2 separate regions of the Ovis aries genome follow, and region 2 is linked to region 1. Evidence: chromatin contacts called from public Hi-C data. All regions are on one chromosome and are shown on one strand. The core of a region is the stretch at or near the end of the contact, and the rest is flanking DNA. Distances in the headings are between cores, read along the strand shown. Region 1 holds the start of LOC105604676 (a long non-coding RNA gene). Region 2 overlaps PARN (poly(A)-specific ribonuclease).

Region 1 (7,175 bases), core at 1,223-3,722:
TGGGAAAGTGGGCTGATTTGGGGAAGCCGGTGAGCCAGTCATGACTGTCCAGGGCTTCTGCCAAGGTGAGGAGCCCAGAGGCCCTGCTGGAAGGCCCAGGCTAAATGTGAACCAGCCTTGTCAAACAGGTAACACTTGTTTCTTCCCCACCTTCCCCGCCACGAGCCCCCACAGCACACGCAGACAGCAGCCGCAGTTGTCCTGTTTCCCAAGCCTCATCTCCAACTTTCGGACCCTGGAGGGCAAAAAGTGTGTTTAGTAACCATCTGCGGGTGGCATCTTTTTTATTTTCCGCTGTGATCACCAACCAGTTCTCAGTGCCACGAGGGGCGCACTCCCAGGGACCAGAAAGGAGGGTTTGGGGTGGGGGCAGGGGGAGAACATCTTTCTCTCTTCTTTTAGTTGCTGGAGAAACTCAGCTGCCGTGGCTGGCCCAAGGACCCCCGAGGAATACTGCAAGAGCAATAAGGATTTTTAGGGGCATTATGATAGTGGAATGCAAACACATCTGCCCCCAAAAGTCCCTCATTTTCCCTGCGGTAACCAACCAGCTGGGCAGGAAGTGAGGGCTCTTGGAACCCCAAGAGCCAAAACTAAAAAGGAAAAAATGCAGATAGTTAGAGCAAACTTGAGACAAGCCGACGCTTTCCCTGGTCCACGGCGGTGGCTCCACCTAGGCTCCCTAAAGGCTAAGAATTGGCTAAATAGGTCTCCACGGGTTCCATACAGATGCACCTCCCCCATGTCCAGAAAACCAGGATCTGGGATCCCAGGGCAGGTGATAAGGATCAGTCCCTCAGGTCAAGTGATTCTAGGGAGCCTGGGGCCATCTCCCCCAGACCATGAATGATTATTATTCCCAACCCTCCTTACTAATCTGAGTGAATCACGGATCCTTCCATTTCTCTTTTCTTTGGGATGTGGAAAGTTATCAGCTCAGAAACACGGATGAGGATACAAGCAAGCAGGGATTTCCAGGGCTGTACGAACAAGTGAGGGTGAGAGCTTGGGTCAGGGAGCCTGGTGGTTATCACCGATGGGGCCAGAGTGGGAAAATCACGGTTAAGGTCCACGGTGCAGACTCAAGAAATCAAGGGCAGGGGCTCCCTGGGATGTGTGACCTCCAAGGGTCTCTGGGGACAGGGCCCTCCCCCTAGCCAGTCAGTACCCTGTCCCCCCTACCCCGGCCTTGAAAGGGTTAACCACTCCATTGTTGCTGACACAGGAGGAGGCAGTTGCTCGCTCAGCAAGCTGGCATATCACACTGGGCCATCGGGGAAGAAGGGGCTGAAAACAGCCTCTGTGAGTTCTGTGAATGGAAGTGGCCTTATTGCCATCAGAGTGAAAAATGGGGCGAAAAGCCCTGCGGACACAGAACCCACGACCCGGGTGCTCCCTGGCTCCCTGGCACCGCGTCGCGTGGCCCTGGCACTCTGACAGGGACTCAGGCATCCGTGGCCATCAGCACCCACCGGCCAGGCCCGCAAGGGAGCCGTCCTACACTTGCCATGTGACAGCCGGCAACCGGGCCCAGATCTCGCCTTTCAAACAGCACCTAAAATATTCTCCGGGTGAACCTGAAGCTAAATATGGCCTGGCCTATGAGTGCCTGGTCTGGACCTTTTAATGCCATTCGAAGACATACAATCAGGAACCCACCAGCCTTTTGGTGGCCTGGAGTCCAGTTACTGAGGCCAAATGGGAGGCCCGTGGGATTGGCTGGCTCAGGGCGGGGTGCACCACCCCCCAGAGGGGGCGTCCCGGTGCCAAGGCTGAGCAGGCTTCTTTGCTGCGTGTTTTATCCCGCAGGGACCACCCAGTTCTCTCTCTTTTCCGACCCCCAGAGGGCTGGCTCAGACGCAGGGCCCCTCATCTACCCCCCTGACCCTCCCTCCTGGCCCTCGGATGACCTGCCATAGCCTTCTCCCCACTTTCAGGCTGCAGCCTTGCCCTTCTGGCGTGGGTCTTCTCTGTACTTGGATTGAAACAAGAGGGCTCAGGACCCCAGGTGGACGGGGCGGCCTCTGGCTGGAAAAGGCATGCGAAAACACACCCACATGGGGTGGCTTGCACGGTGGCTTCGATGTGTCCCTGCTCTGGGGCTGGCCCCGTGCCATTCCTCCCTCGGCCCACCCTGAATGGCAGGATCACAGCCTGGAGGGAGGGTGGAGAGAAAGCTCAGCGCTCTAGGGCCTGGAACCTGCTAGCCTGCTGAGCAAAGCTGGGTTCTGCCCTCCGCAGAGGCCACCTGGTAACTGGGACAGTCAATCCCGAAGAGCCTCTGGGGAGGCTGTTCTCAAGAGCCTAAGCTTCCGCCCCCACCAACACACAACCCGCTGCTCCCCTTCTAGCCAAGAAATGCTGTGTGCCCACTGAGGGCCGCAGCAGGAGAGACCCCCTGAGCACCTGTCTGGGGCTTGTTTGGGCTCCGGTGGTGGCTCCAAGGCCACGCTCAGGCCTGGGCTGGCGGCGGTCCAGGCTGTTTTGGGCAGAGATGCCAACAGGCCCAGGCACTGATCTCACAGGTTATTCCAACCAGGGAGTCTGGTTTTCGGCATGTCTCTCAGAAAGCTTTCACGCCGCGCTGCGCAGCCACTTCGGGCTCTCCCCCCAGCCTGGGCCCAAGCCTCCAGCAAATCCTAAATTTGCCACCCTCTTCCCAGTGCCTTTTGCCAATGGCTTTCCTGGGACACCGACATGAGTCTTCATTTCCCAGGTGTGCTCCCTTTTCATGCTAGTGGTGCAGCCTTTCCGGAGACGCTGAGAAAGCGGTTTGCTTTGGGGTTCCTTCAACTCAAATGTTTTATATCCTGAAGATGATGTAAAATCAGAAACTTGAAAGCTTTGTAAATATTTACGCAGCCCCCCCTACAATGGAGGTTGCTGGGAAAGAGAACTTGTTGGGGGGGGACTTTGGACCCCAGATCCACTCCTTCCAAACTCTCTTCTACATGCACCCTTTTGACTGAAAAGCCTGTGCGACCACTAGGCCTAAAGTCTGTGATCGTTTTTATATGGCATTTGCACAGGTGTTTTTCTTAGGTGCTTACTTTCACCTTGTTCCCCATATGAGAAGCAAAAAGGACTCTGTATTTTCCCAAGTTTGGGATGCTGAGCAAGAAAGAAAATGGATTATTTTACTGGAGGATGCCCTTTCTGGCAAGTCAGTCTAAGGACCAAGTTTGCCTTCACTTTTCATCAGATCCATCTCTATCCTCGTGCCTAAAATAGCTGTATTTGCTCTGCAATCGCAATTGCAAGAGGCTGAGCTGGTCTACTATTAGGAAGCTGTAAATTTCTCTGGCCAGACTCTTCTTTCTGCTCTTAATCTCAGGGGGTGGGAGGCTGAGAAGCAAGAAATAGAGAAGAGTGCTCCCTTAGGGACTTTTTCAGCTTTCATTGGCTTGAGTCAGAAATGCACTGTTTTATTTTTAAGGAAGTAGGAGTTTCATTGGAGCCCCTCTTCTAAATATTTCACACACACACACCCCAGCTACTCTATATTCTTTTCTATTGAAACATTTTTCCCCCTAGGGGAGTCGCTATAGCTTGTCTTGCTAAGACTGAAATTCAAAGTTGCTATTTTTTGTTTTTGAAATCCACTTGGTGGGGCGGGGTTGGGATGACATCTGATTAGTGAAATTTCACACAGGGGAGCAAAAGGAGAAACACTGAAATGTATTCAGCAGTTCCACCTTTGAGCTATTTTTTTTCTTATTGGTTGGGTAGGGGGGAGGGCAGTGGTCAGAATATGAAAAGAAACTGTGATTCTTTGCCGAATTAATGACCACTTCTCACTGCAAAGTCCTGATTTATAATCTCTTCACCATACTACTATGCCTGTTTCCAGGCTTGGGGCAGGGAGGTGTGTGTGTGTTGCAGGGGGAGGGGGGCATAGTTTGCTTACCGTATTCATAATTACGCGCACCCTTTCAGAGGGCTGAGTGTAAGCAGGGGCTTTCCTGTTGCAAATGCTCACATTAAAGCAGCCCCCGGCTCACATTCAGCACTCAATTCTGATTTTCCACACTTAACAATTCAGTCATTTTAACATGCAGCTTCATCGCTGCGATTAGAGCTCAGTATCTTGGCGCGACATTTGGTGTTCCGGCCTCGTTAATTCACGTAAAACACCCTATTTGTAGAAGTATCATTAGAGGCTAATTTGGTGAGATGTCCTTATTTAGCAAAGCAAATAGGACCTGACAGTCAGCTCTCTGGCACTACGATGGGGGGTGACGATTCAGCAATTCACAACGTGACAATTTCCCATCGCCCAGCCACGCTGGGATTGTGGACTTCTGAAAATTGTGCTGTTTCATCGTGTCCCATACCAAAGGGAAAGAACTCTAAAAAGTAAAGAACTGGTTTTTGCCAAGGCCCCAGGAGCGCACATGTCAACAGTGTGTCTACATGCCATTTCTATTCAACTCGAATGTTCTATTAGGGACTTTGTGTTCAAAAGTTTTTCAGGTACAGCTCCCATTTCTATGACCTGCTGTGAACACCTGATTGAAATCCAGGTTTGCAAATAAATAAACTTAAGATATGTGAAAATCCATATAGGTTACAACTGGAGGGTAGGGGTGTGTGTGTGTGTAAATTGACAGCACTTAATAAGGTTAATGGGAGGGACATTTGTACTCCCATCACCCTTGCCTTAAAGAATTCCCTGATAACACATTATCCAGAGTTTCTTATAAAATAACTAAGATCCAGGATAACAGAACTGCAAAGAAACACTGCAGTTCCATGTGGGGGCAAGCAGGCAAACCTAATGTAACTGCAGTTCATGATTTCAGCGATGTTTTGTTTCAAGGGTGTCAAATGGTTTGACACGACCCATATTATCACTCATTCCCTTAAAATCCTGTCTACTGAAACATCTCATTAAACCACTGGCAGGGGGCGGGGGAGGGGGGGGGCGGTTACTTTCACATTCTCATACCCTTCAGGGCCTCCCAAAGAAAGGCCCCTGAAAACATCAGGTTCAACAGAGAACACGAACGTACACATACACAGAATTGACCATCTAGACACGGCCTTTCTTTCGCTTTTACCAAAAGCAGCAAACCTCCCCTGTTTTCTCCCACCAGAGCTTTTCTCCACCCACCCCCCACCCGCCACCACCTTCCCAGTGCAACTAGCTCTCTGCCCTTTCGCTACAGGGGCCACCGGAGTCTGAATCCCTCGCCGTCTAGAATGACCCCAAAAGCGGGACTTTGTGGGCCAGTTGGATAAAACATAAACTCATCTCGCCCTCAAAACCCCGATTCTGGGACCACAGCCTCCAAAGCCTCCTTTCTCCAGAAGGGTGTCCCCCTCCACAGCTCACCCAGCTAGTGGGGCAGGCTGCCTTTGAGGCAGAGTTTTGGAGAATCCTGGATAATTAAAGGAATCATTACTGGGTTTTCCTGAAGGAATGACGGGAGAACAGTTGATCTCTCCCCAAAGCCAGGGCTGCTTGGTAGTAGCAGAGGGCGTTTTCTGCCTGCCACATGGGGTATCTTTTCCCTCCCTTACCCCCAGACCCATAGCTGGGCCTGACATCTTCGGCGGAAGACTTCCAGCGTCCAAAATGTCCATCAGCCGAAACGCAAAAGGAGTGCCGGGCGGTTCCTGCGGTCCCACACCCCCTTACTCTTTCCCAAATGCAGCTAAAGTTTAGTTGTTTGTGCCCTTAATTGTCTTATTAAAGTCAAATTTGCAACTTGCCCAGACTGGGGGAAGTGATTTCCATCTTAATAGCTCAATTAGCCTCTGGGCTCTGGAAAGGCCACCGGCTACACACACCTTTTCTCCGCATTTTAAACCCCCTCCCTTTTTCACAACTTCTCCTAAAAATAAATTATAAATATGGATGTGTCCTCAGAGGATCTTAGCGGCACATTCCAACGCTCCCCACGGTGGGGCTCGGAAGCAGGAGAAACCAGAAACGCCACTCCCCCCCCCCCAACCCCAAATCAAAATGACTTTTCCTTTTTCTTCTCCTAACTTTTGCCAGAGCAACTTGGTGTGGTCTCGGGCCCTGCCACCCGGATCCGCACCCCGGAACCTAGTTTTTTTTTTAAACTCCTGTCCAGCAAAAGCTACAGCCAACAGTGCCACGGCTGCCTGCTCCTCGGAGGGAGGGGGCGGCCAACTTTACTTCGGGGAGGTGGTAACTCTCTGGGGACGATGCTCCCGGCTTCTCTGGCCGTCCCCGGGGCCCAGCCCCCGGAGGCTGGTGCCGGGCCCCTCTGCCAGTGCCAGCGCGGCCCCGGGCGCACGTGGAGCGGCGCGGTGCGGCGGGCGTGGACGGGCGAGCGGGGCGGCCTGCGCTCCGCGTGGCACCGATATCGGGGTCACGCCGCGAGTCAGTTTCCCGAACGGGCTTTCCGGGGTGGGGGCGGGGTGGGAGGCTTCCAAAGCGCCTCGTTAATTTCCGAGCCCCGGCATGAGGGCGGTGAGGGGTGCTGCCTCGCCCCCATTCCACCTCCCCGCCTAACACGCCCCTCTCCAGAGCCAGGGAGGGGCGTCGGGAGCGGGGGAGCCCAGCCCCGCCGCCTCGGGGGGCGCGCAGCGGCGGCGGATCCCCTCCCAGACGAGCGTCTAGCGCTGCGTCCCGGGAGAGTCGCGCGCTTCGCCCGCCGCCACCTCCCCTCTCGCGTCGCCACCCACCCCCCAGGCAGCCGCCCCGCACCCCCTTCCGTCCCGGGGGCCTGGGCACCCACCTGCCACGGCCCCTGCCCTGGCCCGGGGGAGGGGTGCCATGCAGGAAAAAAAAGGGGGGGAGACTCACCGCCGCTGCTGCCTCTGGGGGTGCAAGGGGGGCCCCCAGGGTTGTGCCTTCCAGGGCTCCTGGGAGGCGTGCGCGGGGCGGGGGGCGCCCCGCGGGCCCTGCAGCCTCCGCCTAGATTGGAGCCCAGCCTCAAATCCTTCACCGCGGGTTGAGGGCGGGGGGGGGGGGGGGGGGGGGGACTTCCAGAAAAAAAAAAAAAAAGCCCTCCTTACCCAGACCAGATCCAAGTGATGGGCGGGGGGCGTAGAAAAGCCCTTTCTGCTGGGAGCGCGGAGCCGACGGGGCTGCACCCGGCCTCCACGGTCCGCTGCCGCCACAAAGCCGCGCCCCCGCCCCCCCCAATCCCGGCCCGGCCCCCACCCTCCCCCGCTCCCCACCCCCCACGCCCTATGGC
Region 2 (7,175 bases), core at 1,827-4,326, 210 kb before region 1:
CCATCTGTCCCACAACTTGTCGAACCCTAAGAGGGTGATGCTCCCTCACTGCCAGCTGGGACCAGTGGGAGAGATGGTTGGAAAGGACCAGAGCCTGAGGGCTCCTGGTACTGCTGCCCAACCAGATGTCGACTTTGTATGTGAGCAGCAGAGAGCCTTTCTGTGCACCCAGAGGTGTGTGGGTGTGAGTGTGGGTGATGACATGATAAGAAATTTCTTTCCTCACATTTCTTTCCTGCAAGATACGGAATTTCTTTCCTTTCTTTCCTATAGGAACAATGGGCTACGTGGTGTGGGAGAGCTGAGAGACTGGGCATGACTTTCCAGAAGTAGGAAGTCGACCAGTAGTAACCTACAGTTAAATTTTCTTCTATTCCAGGATTGGTCCATGAGGGTGTTTGTTTATTACTGACATTATTTGGATTTTGTGGAAACTAAATTTTCCTAGTTTGCCACTCTTTTGGGTTACCAAACTTGAAATGCTTTTTAAATCCAGGTGTGACTTTCTGAGTCTTGTCTTCATTCCATGTCACCGACCAGAAGGTGGTGCTGTCGTGCTGGCAACTAATCCACCTTTCCATCTCCTAGTAAACCCTGTCATCTAAATGCTTATTCACACTAAGTAGTGTGGACAGATAGAGCGTGCCGTTTGCACGGCGTAACCCTCATGCGGTACGGCAGTAGTTAGGCAGCATTTGCGGGAGCAAAAACCTCAGAGTCTGGAGCTTGGAGAAACCTGCCACCAGAGTCTCCCTTAGGTGCTTGCTCAGGGCCAGAGTGAAGAGTCAGAGTGAAGATTTCTGTTATTTGCTATTTGATCTGTGTGCAGTCTTCCATAATTTGGTATGAAGATTGATGAATAGAGAGGAGAGAAGTTTCCATAGAGAGAAAATTTCCTCTCTTTTTGGAAAAGATCTGAGTACCTGGAGAAAAACTCCTGAATCAGGTTTGCCAGAAACACTGTTCTCAGTTGATTGTTTCATTGGATACACAGTTGAATTACCCAGCTTACTGTAACCATTTGAAAGAAACCTGGATGCTATGATGAACTTGGAATAAAACTGGCTGTGTGATCTTGGGTGCTTGACTTAACTTCTCTGAGCCTTCAGCTGTAAAAGCAAGATGAGAAAATATACTTATCAGTGCTGGGAAGAATTGATGGCAGTAAGAAAGGTGATGGTCTTAACGCTATCTGCTTAGCAAACATGCACTTCTTACCCTATCCCGTCCCCATTCAGAAATCCCGATATTAAAATAATATTACCGAACTGATTCTATAAAAAGTGTGCATCACCGCAACATGGAAACTTGTGTAAAACTTGGAGAATGATGTACCTCTCAGATAAAAGTACCCTCCATGTGCACCTTTTCAACATGAGACCAAAACTACTGCCAAAATGATTTTTCATTGTCTGTCCCTTTCTTACCTGTGGCTTCCTGCCTTGCTCTTCTAATTCCTCATTTACCCACTTTGTAGTTAGGGGTTTCCCCTGGAGCCTACATGGGGCCCCCATTGCACTAGCTCCTGGAGCCCCTTCCTGTTAACAGAGGTCAGCTTTTCAGGAGGTTGGCAAGTAATCCGAGGACCCTACAGAAGTCAGTAAGATTGCTATAAGATTGGTCTACAGATTTATTCCCAGAGTCAGTACGGGAGGCTGGTTTGGGCATGGTCTTAAAAGTACAGTCAGTCCTCATCATGCACAGATTCTGTGTTTGTGAATTCACCTACTCGTTAAAATTTTTTTGCAACCTCAAAATCAGCACTCAGGGAGCTTTTGTGGTCATTCACGGACATGCGCAGAGCAGCAGAAACGTGACTCTCCAAACACACACGGTCCCCAGTGGAGGTTGAACAAGGCGATGCTTCTCGGTGCAGCTCATACTGTAAACAAGGGTCCTTTTCACCGCCTATTTATTGCCACTTTTTGCACATTTTTCTGCTTTCTGTCGGTGATTTTTGCCATTTGAAATGCCCCCGCCCCTAGCACGGGGCTAAAGTGCTGTCTGTATTCCCGGCCCGACAAGACCAATGTGCCTTGTAGTGAGAGAAGCTGCATTCAGGCATGAGTTACAGCTCCTTGTTGCTCAGTTCAGTAGTAGTGAGTCAGCAACGTGTCTTAAATACGGTATCTTTACATGGAAGTACACGAACGACAAGCGTGTGTGTTGATTGGCTCAAGAAAGTGTTGTGGCCCAAGGCTTGCAGGGACCTGGCCCTGGTCTCCCCCGGGGAGTGGTGGCAGTGCTGGAGGATTCTTACGGAAACGCGAGACTTGACTCTTTTCATCTCTGCCTTCCCTTCTCCTCTGCGTGTTCCATGCAGCACCCTTAGGGAAAAAGGATTTCTGGGCTGCTCCTTGTTTTTCAAGGAGAGCTGTGAGAGGTTTTGGCTCCTGCCTGACAGGAGCCCTGCCGCAGAGACGGGCTTGCTGCAGGAGGCCTAGCCTCGCCAGTGGTGACCCGGGTGGTACCTGGCACAGGGACACCCTCAGTGCTGGGTCATTAGGTGGATGGACACCAAGGAGCTTCATGTGGTGAGCTGGGTTACCAAGAGCCATCTCCTCAGGGTATCGCGACTTTAAGCATTTGTTCTTATTATGGCTGTATAGCTAAAGGATCGAGATTGTATGTTGGACATCTGTGCCTGTAATTCCTACAACTCTTGCATTTGACTTTTATTGAAGATGATTTGCTTTATTTCTTCTTTTTTCTGACACCTTAGTTCTGCAGATGAATCTTCTTGTGGGTTTCCACCTCACCTTTTTCATTGTGTGGTGAGGTTTGAGAAAACCCGGGATGTGTGGTTCACCTCGCCAGCCTCTTCATTTCCACAGAATTTAGCTTGCATGTTGGTCCCTCTTAGAAGGGAAGGGGCCTGGGGTGGGAGAAGAGTAAAAGACTGTGGAGGACTCACTTAATCCCTCTGCTAGGTACTTAGAGAAAGTAACGTGCGGCAGATTTGGTTGAAAGGGGACTTGCTGTCCCATTACACAACCGTTCTGTTCACCTCTGTACACAGAACACGGAGTCCAGTCTTCCCTGAGTAGAGCCCATAATTAAAGTGTCACTTGTAAGTCTGTTAGGCTAATCAGTTCCCCGGATTTACTGAGCAGCTCTGACCGGTTGTGTGGCATGTGGGATGCCTTCACGGCTGAGCGACAGTGGATGTGGTGGACAGGCTGTGCCCCAGCACACTGCTCGGCTGGCACATCGCTGCCTTCACGCGCCTGGCTGGGAGCTTGTTGCACACACAGCCACTCTTGACTTTTCTTGCAGGTGGGGTGTGTGCCCCCTACCCGTCTGAGAATGATGGACGCCTCGCCTCGCTGGCTGAGAGGATTTGTCCCTTCTGTGACTGCTGCATTGACGAGACCGTATCAGTATTAAGTATTGAAACTGACAGGTCTGGGACAACTTCAGACGTGGCTTCCTGCACTTCCCAGACACATCCTTATCTCGCAGATGGGTGGGGGTCATCTGTTTCACTCTTTGGCAGAGAATAGCCTTTATCCACTGATGCATTTACTTCCTCATCTGTGGAGGGTCACTTTTAGTAAGAGAGGCAAGGCATAGGAACTTAATCTCTGTGTTTTTCTGAGAGATCTTTCAACTGAAATTCCACAGTGAGATTACCTCCGAGTCTTTTGGATAACTTCAGACAAACAGAAACAAGGAACTACTTCGTTTGCGACCCCCATGTGTGCATATATATTTTTTAAAGTAGTGCTAGTAGTGTTTGTTCTGGAAAATATCTGTTATTGTTTAAATTCTCCTCCTCTTTCTCATGAAATTACTGAGAATTAATTGGAGGGAGCTGCCTTCCTTGCCGTAACGTGTGCTGTGTTGGGCTGTATTTAAAGGAGAGATTCATTTTGATGTACGAATAAAGTTAAGAGTTGCAGTTTTTACACATATGTATAAAATTCTGCTATGTTGTCTGGTAATAAAAAGATTTAATGGATCCGAATGAGGAAAGATACACACAAACACCACAGGGCAGGATCGGAATGGCACCGATGGTTATATTTTGTTGATGTTAACTCCTTAGAGAAATTTTTACAAGCAGTTGGTAGTCATTTTTAGTATTGCTACGGAAACATTTTAATAGAATACTGTTTGGAAAATTATATGTAAGTGGAGATAAAATGTTTTCGGTAAAGTATTTTAGGTACATTTAAAGACTTTTCTCTAAATTTTTGTTAGATTTCTAATTTGAGTAAAGGAAACTTTATCCCTCCTAGGCTTTCCTGGTGGCTCAGTGGTAAAGAATCCACCTGCAATGCAGAAGTCACAGGATCCCTGGGTTGGGAAGATCCCCTGGAGGAGGAAATGGCAACCAGTATTCTTGCCTGGAGAATCCCCATGGACAGAGGAGTCTGGTGGGCTACAGTCCATGGGGTCATAAGAGAGTCGGACATGACTGAGTGACTTAGCATGTACGCATCCCTCCTAGTCTAGTCCTTCCCCTACCTTGTAAATGCTTGCAAGCATTTTGAAAAGTGATTATGTTAGAGCTTGATCTTTGTCTCCTTGTCTTGGTAAATCGAATACTCCTAATGCCTCAATTTAGCAGCAGCAGTGAACAGCTGCCCCTTGGAGTCAAGATCTTTTTTCATAATTCATGTGTGGGACAGGAACGTGTACCTAGTAATGAATCTTGATTATCTAAACTGCTCGGGGTGGACCAGGAGTATGATAATATACTAGTTTGTCTTCAGGCCTCAGCTCTTCTTTTAGAGCTTCCTTTCTGATAAGGAAAAACAAAACCAAACAGAAAATTCATAACTAGGCAATTGCCTTGGGAAAACAACAGCTCATGAAATGTTTTCAGTGTGTTAGGCTAAGGAAAAAGAGAATTTAAATAAAGCTCACAGGCTACAATCAGCCCCTGTGTTGCATCTGGGCTCCCTTGAATGACTTGGTCCTTTTATCTCCCTAATCCTCGCATCACTCCCTGGAGGCACGCAGACACAAGCAGGTTCCGTTTGGCCGTGCAGTTAGCTGTTTCTGTGTCTTTGATATTAAGAGGCACAATCACATTCTCCAGAAATGTATAATTTTTCCTCAGTAGAGCTCACTCTCTACACATATACAATATTAATTTTAGGTTAGTGGGAGGGCAGATTCTCTGTATTTAGAGGAAAGGGGCAGAAAGTGGAGATTATTGTTGCTTGCACCCCAATCCCCACCAGAGCATTTCTGGTTCTATGACTTCACGTTAGGAAATGTGGTTAAGATCATGCTCGGTTGTTCAGTCATGTCCTACTCTTTGCAACCCCGTGGACTCTGTCCATGGGATTCTCCTGGCAAGAATACTGGAGTGGGTTGCCATTTCCTCCTCCAGGGGATCTTTCCAGCCCAGGGATTGAACCCACATCTCTTGAGGCTCCTGAGTTGGAAGGATAGTCCATGATATTTGTCAAGTGTTGCTCCGTGACTTGGTCACTTTTTACAAATATTCCAAGTGTGTTTGAAAGGAAAGTGCAGTTTTCCAGTTGTGAAGTATGGGGTACCATATGGGCAAATCAAGGTTGTAAATATGTGGCTCTGATCTTTTATTTATTTACTCATTCTTTTCCTTTGCTTGATCTGTAAGTTTATAATTGACTTTTTTTTTTTTTAAGCTCCTACTGTGGTTTTGAAATTCTTGGCTTCTCCTTATGTTTCTGTCAGTTTCTGGTTTGGAGCAAGTTAGTCTCATTGTTCTAATTAGTGGTTTGTTGTTTTTGCCCTGAACTCAGTTTTGTCTGATACAGCTTTATTAGACCAAAAGTTCCCTTTTTTAGTTAGTATTTGCTTCATATCTTTTCCAGCCTCGTAGTTTCAACCTTCTTGGGTTGCTTTCAGTTCGGTTCAGTTCAGTCGCTCAGTCGTGTCTGACTCTTTGCAACCCCATGAATTGCAGCGCGCCAGGCCTCCCTGTCCATCACCAACTCCCAGAGTTCACTCAAACTCATGTGTATTGAGTTGGGGATGCCATCCAACCATCTATTCCTCTGTCGTCCCCTTCTCCTCCTGCCCCCAATCCCTCCCAGCATCACAGTCTTTTCCAGTGAGTCAACTCTTCGCATGAGGTGGCCAAAGTATTGGAGTTTCAGCTTCAGCATCAGTCCCTCCAATGAACACCCAGGATTGATCTCCTTTAGGATGGACTGGTTGGATCTCCTTGCAGTCCAAGGGACTCTCAAGAGTCTTCTCCAACACCATAGTTCAAAAGCATCAATTCTTGATGCTCAGCTTTCTTCACAGTCCAACTCTCACATCCATACTTGACCACTAGAAAAACCGTAACTTTGACTAGACGGACTTTTGTTGGCAAAGTAATCTCTGCTTTTGAATATGCTATCTAGGTTGGTCATAACTTTCCTTCCAAGGAGTAAGCGTCTGTTAATTTCATGGCTGCAGTCACCATCTGCAGTGATTTTGGAGCCCCCAAAAATAAAGTCTGACACTGTTTCCACTGTTTCTCCATCTATCTGCCATGAAGTGATGGGACCAGATGCCATGATCTTAGTTTTCTGAATGTTGAGCTTTAAGCCAGCTTTTTCACCCTCCTCTTTTACTTTCATCAAGAGGCTCTTTTAGTTCCTCTTCACTTTCTGCCATAAGGGTGGTGTCATCTGCATATCTGAGGTTATTGATATTTCTCCTGGCAATCTTGATTCCAGCTGGTGCTTCTTCCAGTCCAGTGTTTCTCATGATGTACTCTGCATATAAGTTAAATAAGCAGGGTGACAATATACAGTCTTGACGTACTCCTTTTCCTATTTGGAACCAGTCTGTTGTTCCATGTCCAGTTCTTACTGTTGCTCCCTGACCTGAATATAGGTTTCTCAAGAGGCAGATCAAGTGATCTGGTATTCCCATCTTTTCAGAATTTTCCACAGTTTATTGTGGTCCACACAGGCAGAGGCTTTACTTTCAGTTCAGTTCAGTTCAGTTCAGTCGCTCAGTCGTGTCCGACTCCTTGCGACCCCATGAATCGCAGCACGCCAGGCCTCCCTGTCCATCACCATCTCCCAGAGTTCACTCAGACTCACGTCCGTCGAGTCCATGATGCCATCCAGCCATCTCATCCTGGGTCCATCCCCTTCTCCTCCTGCCCCCAATCCCTCCCAGCATCAGAGTCTTTTCCAATGAGTCAACTCTTCGCATGAGGTGGCCAAAGTACTGGA

Evidence for each region. A called contact is a pair of places that touch in the nucleus more often than the background predicts.
Region 2: a contact with region 1 is called in a Hi-C map of liver, with 4 times the contacts expected there. The contact joins two enhancer-like sites. A contact is called at or near these places in 8 of 16 Hi-C or Micro-C datasets (hypothalamus, liver, mixed tissues and 4 more).

Annotation. Positions count from the first base shown.
Region 1 is chr24:13,743,703-13,750,877 of ARS-UI_Ramb_v3.0, reverse strand. It overlaps LOC105604676 (a long non-coding RNA gene), which reads right to left and starts at 7,098. Exons shown (of 5, transcript XR_009598387.1): 1 at 6,994-7,098; 2 at 1-453. Within about 2 kb of position 2,472, at least 6 of the 54 cell types and tissues checked have an H3K27ac peak or open chromatin away from gene starts, as enhancers often do. A contact at or near this core is called in liver, where this site is marked.
Region 2 is chr24:13,951,577-13,958,751 of ARS-UI_Ramb_v3.0, reverse strand. The region is part of intron 21 of PARN (poly(A)-specific ribonuclease); the gene reads left to right. Among named protein-coding and RNA genes, the nearest start is that of BFAR, 100 kb to the left of the region's middle. Within about 2 kb of position 3,076, at least 4 of the 54 cell types and tissues checked have an H3K27ac peak or open chromatin away from gene starts, as enhancers often do. A contact at or near this core is called in liver, where this site is marked.